2 separate regions of the Ovis aries genome follow, and region 1 is linked to region 2. A link is a contact called in public Hi-C data. All regions are on one chromosome and are shown on one strand. Each heading gives the region's core, a stretch centred on a gene start, on an enhancer-like site or on the middle of the called end of the contact. The rest is flanking DNA. Distances are from core to core; before and after follow the strand shown.

Region 1 (2,700 bases), core at 10-2,509, 42 kb before region 2:
AAGGAATGTGGATGGTGGGCAAGAAAATGAGAACATCTAGTCTTCTTACCTTAAAGCTATCTCTCTCCATCACCAAGACAGATAAAACAGAGCTAAGCACAGGCTGAAGAGAAGTCCTATTGCAATGAGCAGGAAAACCCCAGATGGAAACATTAAAATCAGAGAAAAACACAGAGCACATGACGCCCCTATTGGGAGCCCCCAGCACCGGGCCAGCCAACACTCTGCATCTTGAAAGCCAAGATACATCTGCAGAATTGCACACCATGCAGCAGCCACAGCAGAGTCCCATGCTGGGAACAGGGCAAAGGTGAGGCTGTGAGTCTCCCCCATCACTCCATCCCCAGGTCCCAAGGACTCATCTGGCATCAAGCCAAGGAGGGGACTATCGGCCTGTGTCCTTCCAAGTGGGGGAATAGCAGGATGATCAGTGTACCCAACCTTAAACCAGGGATCCTCCTGCTATGGGCCAGTGGGACAGTGGGGATAGCTACCTATGACAGCCCTCCAACGCAGAGTGGGGATTATGTGAATGAGGGCATAGCATCTCTATGCTCAAGTTTAAAAAGTTGTGTAATTGTGAAGAAACAAAAGCTCTCTGGGGCCCTCTAATTAGATTTGGGGAGGGGCTAGATTTGTGCAACAGAACAAATACGGAACTTAAAGCAAAATCTAGAAGACTAGTGCATGGCTCCCTCTCCTCAGCAGAACTTAAACAGACACCACCTATTATTAATAACACTCCTTCATTTGCTTGGGAACCAGGCCAGCACACAGGACTGAATGCTCAGCATGTAGCTGGGATAGATCCCCATCTGCAGCTGCATGAACACTCTTCAGAAACCACCAAATTCAATACCCCACACAACCAAGGTTAGATCCTCGGGGAGAGGCCAATTCGGCCTGCGGTCATTCATGTTTGATGAGTTGTTCTGATTCTGAAAGGAGGTCTGACATTCCTGACACTGAGGGGTGGGGGTTGGGGGTCAGCCTGACAGGGGTCAGCAGAAAATGTCCTGTGGTCCTGTGGGAAGCCAGCACAAGCCTTCCCGAAACAGCTTGCACCACTGTCTCCCCGGCCCTCAGCCCGTTCCACTTCCTGGGCTTAGATGAGAACAAGGCTAAGAAACAGAGATGGGTCATATTTCATCCTCCAGCCCCTGAGCTACAAAAGCCCTCAGTCCTGCAGCTTCCTCCTGAAGTCCACAGAGCAGAGCGGCTGCAGATGGGCATGAATCGCCCTCTGTCATCCCTGGCCGGCCCGGGTGTGGAGTGCCGTGGGGGTTCACACTGTCACCCTTGTTATGCCGACAGCCTCTCACAGAGCGCTTCTATCTGGATGGCACATTCAGTTTCAATGGTTTCAAGCCAAGTCACAGAAGCTGACATGACCTCTCCCCCAGGAAATAAAGAGTGTGAGTTTGAGAGGGGATCTGGCTCTCCACCGGGGCCTTATCGCTCTGCAGCAGAAGAGACTTTTAAACCAGTCTCCCAACAAACATTGTAAGCAAATTTTTCTTAGAGATTCCCACTTTGACCACCAGGGTCCCACACATTCTTGCTGTTCGTCTGTAGCTCCAGGAGGCTGGGGACACAGCCGTTGGCTTATTGCTGCACAGACAACCCATCCTGTGCTCAGTACAGTACCTGGCAGATAATAGGTGCTCAGTGGAAGTCATAGGCTGAAGGAAGCATCACATCCCACATCCATGTTTAACCGTCACATATATATACAGATATACTTTGAGGTCTGGATTTATATGTGGGATAGTATAAAAGGGAAACCTTTTTATATTAGAAAAAATGCTCAGAGTATGAATATATAATGTGGATTGCTTGGAAATGTGGCCAATTTTTTGGCAAAACAAGACAAAAATTAATTCTGTATCTAAAATCATGATATATAATGACAAAATGAATATTTTCCTATGAGAATATGATGATCATATTTCTAACAAATGTAAGAGTTATGCTTGAATGAGTCAGATGAAATTTCTCTGATGTGACCAAAATACATTCCCTTGTACAAATACATGATTTCACAAAGGTGCCACATTATATAACTTTAAAAACTATCAAACTGACTTATTCAAAAATATTTCAACTTTAAAAAATATCTATGTTGACTGTGTATTGAATAATAAACTGATTACATAAATAATTTCATTTTATAAAGCATTATTTCAATCTTCCATTTACAATAAGCACATAAAAATAACAGATGCCTGAGATCATTTTGAATATTGTTTGATGTTAAAAGAACCATATAAAACTTTCTAACCTGGGCTCAAAAAATTGTTTTAGTTTGACATTTTAGTCTTTTATGTAAGTATAAAAGGAGCCTAATCACATCTTTATTGGTGGGATCATAAAGATTATCAGTTCTCAATGTTGTGTTACAGTGTCTAATTTATTCTAAAATACTTGTCCTCCCAAACAGGGTACTTGTAAGTGAAACTTAACTAATGTGAACTCCCTAGGGTCAGCTAAGTTAGAATTTGAAAGACCCTAATCAGTCATTCTCTGAGAAGCCTATTGTAAGAAGCTGTTAATATGGCTTTCCAAATCTGCACTAGAAGATTAATTTATATAAAGATATGAGATAAATTTTCATTGGTGAAATAAGAGATATTATAGATATGTAGTCAAACGAAAATTTTATGCAGGCACCTCAACCTTTGCATGAAAAAATATAAAAAT
Region 2 (2,700 bases), core at 45-2,544:
TGTTTTCCGTGGTGGCTGCACCATTTTACATTTCCAGCAGCAATGTACAAGGGTTCTAATTTTTCTACCTCCTTGCCAATAGCTGTTATTTTCAGTTTGGGAGATTTTATATATATATATATATATACATATATATATATATAAAATAATCATCCTTAATTGATGTGAAGTGGTTTGACTCTTTTTCAAAATTATTTTTCTTGAAGTATTCTATAGTCATTTTAAGTCATTTCTGGACCAAGGTGGAAGTATAAATCAGTTAATTCTATTCTAATTAGGAAAGGTGTGAGTTAGTCCTTTTTTCATGATTACCTCTTCATTGCCCTTTCTGCCTGCTTCTTTTTTGAAAGGGCAGGAAAAAGAAATAGATATAATATATACTTTATAAGTATTATACAAACAGATATATACATTATATGTATTACAAAGTATCTTTGGAGCTAGACAGCCCACAATTCAAAATCTGCCTCTGCTGCTGCTGCCTCTCAGTTCAGTTCAGTTCAGTCACTCAGTCGTGTCCGACTCTTTGCATTTACCAATTATACCACTTTGAACAGTTACGTAATCACCAGTTTCAGTCATCTCATTTGTAAAATAGGGATAATACCAGCTATCTTGCAGCATTATGGTAACTTTTTAAGACAAAGTATGTAATATAATTACAACAGTGCCACTGTTAATCCATGCTAATCCATGCCTAATATGGTCCTGGGTGTTGCCGCATATATTAGGCCATGAATTCTTTACATCCATAAAGACAGGTCAGAAATCAAGAGAGTGGAGTAGCTCAGCCCAAGTGACTGAGACGTTAATTCAAAACCATGTCTTTCGAATCCCGAAATGGGAACTCTTTCCCTACCCCAAACAACCACACGACACTTCTCCAAGCTAGGGGCAAGGGGAATAAATATACATTTATATATGGAAAAAATCAAGAAGTACCCAGAAAAGGGACATGTAAAACCCTGCCTATTTCAGTGAGTTAGAAGAACAAGTTAAGCTGTTTTAACATGTAAACAGGATGAAGTTGACAGATGTCCCTCAGCCTGAGATTCTGGTGGTGAAAAGGAACCTCTTGTGTCTCCATGACTTTCCCCAGATACTGTCAAGAGGATCTTTGAGATATGTGTGACTCCCTGGCTGACAGTTCCATTCCTATGCCAAATGCCAAACCTGTCATTCACACTGCAGACGTACTTCTTATCTGCCCTGATAAGATCACTACTCCTCTCCCTGAAGGAAATAAAATAATTGTCCGACAGTTCCTCTCCCCAAAAGGGCCTCTCACTCCAGGAAGTGTCAGTCACCAGGCTTCATGCCACAGCTTCACTCTGGCTTAGATTGCTGGCATTCCTCACTGATAATTACTAGGGACTGGAAAAACCTGAATGTAAAAGCAAGTTCTTGGGATGAGGGCATGGGGGGATCACTGTGCAGGAAGAGGAAATACTTGATCCTTTTCTATTTCATACCTTAGAAGATTAAGAAGATAACTCATACCGATATTATTTTAAAGATATCTACTCTCTTTTCCTTAAACGTCTATGTTTTGAAACAAACACTGAGTTTCTTTGGCACCAAACACACAGGGCCACTGAGCACAGGTTTTAGTTTGTTACCTGGAAATCAACAAAAGTGACCTCCCACAGGCTTGACATGTCACTGGTGTCGCTGGGCAACAAGAGGGCATCGTCCGCCTGCAGGCTGCTGACGCGCTGGCAATGGTAGGAGTAACTTGACGGAGCGTAAATGCCAGTTGCATTAAAAGTTGCTTGAATTGAGTTATTAAAAATAACCTCGACTCGGTGCAAACTATACCATCTCTGGATAGACAACTTGTAACTGGTAAGGGCGAATCTGAAAATGATTATAAAACAGTATTACCCTGAAAGCACTTTTACATTTGCTGACGCAGGGCATTGTCTACAAACGGTACAATTGCGCCCTCTTTTGTCAGGAAGTAGAACTGACTCAGAGAGAGGCTTTACTTTCTAGTTCGGAACTAGAGCTCTTCATGGGCCAATTAACAGAGAAGCCCCTAAAAGTAAGAAAGACAAATTTCTACAAAAGAAGAAATACAGAATTCTTTGTTTTTTTTTTTCTTTTTTTTAATTAAAATAATTTTATTATTGCAAAAAATCTGAAAATTGAGTGGACAATAATACAGAATTAACTAAATAATGGTCAAAAATAAAAGTAGTAGCTCTTACTATGTGTCAGGCATCTAAGTTCTTTATGTGTATTTTATTTAATCTTCACTGCAACACCATGAGATAGATAATATCCTCATTTCACAGGTGAGAAATCTAAGACACAAAGAGGTTAAATGACTAACAAGTAAGCATTGGAGCTGGGCTTAGAATCCAATCGGAGACAAGAGCTCTTAGCCATTTTGGAATGGAATATTCTCTAGCAATAAAAAAAGGTGCAATATGCATATGTCATGATCACTTTTTTCATTAAAAAAATGTGTGACTGCATAGAAAAAAATTCTAGAAAGAGATAAAAATGTTAATGTGATTATTCATTTTGCTACACACCTGAAACTAACACAACATTATGAATCAACAATATTTAAATTTTTAAAAAGTAAGCAGCCAAGATCAGCATCACTCAGGGTAAAAGCGTGGGCTTTATTCTGACTTTGCCCACCTGTAGCTTACGTTCCCGCTACGTTCCTGCTCCCTTTGGGAACAGCAA

What was found. A called contact is a pair of places that touch in the nucleus more often than the background predicts.
Region 1: a Hi-C map of hypothalamus shows a contact between it and region 2, with 2.1 times the contacts expected there. The contact joins two enhancer-like sites. A contact is called at or near these places in 3 of 16 Hi-C or Micro-C datasets (hypothalamus and tail adipose tissue).

What each region holds. Positions count from the first base shown.
Region 1 is chr5:79,855,405-79,858,104 of ARS-UI_Ramb_v3.0, reverse strand. No RefSeq gene overlaps it. Among named protein-coding and RNA genes, the nearest start is that of RPS23, 79 kb to the right of the region's middle. Within about 2 kb of position 1,259, at least 9 of the 54 cell types and tissues checked have an H3K27ac peak or open chromatin away from gene starts, as enhancers often do. A contact at or near this core is called in hypothalamus, where this site is marked.
Region 2 is chr5:79,813,450-79,816,149 of ARS-UI_Ramb_v3.0, reverse strand. LOC101123629 (V-type proton ATPase subunit S1-like protein) reads right to left here. Exons shown (of 8, transcript XM_004009062.5): 7 at 1,620-1,857. Among named protein-coding and RNA genes, the nearest start is that of RPS23, 37 kb to the right of the region's middle. Within about 2 kb of position 1,294, at least 13 of the 54 cell types and tissues checked have an H3K27ac peak or open chromatin away from gene starts, as enhancers often do. A contact at or near this core is called in hypothalamus, where this site is marked.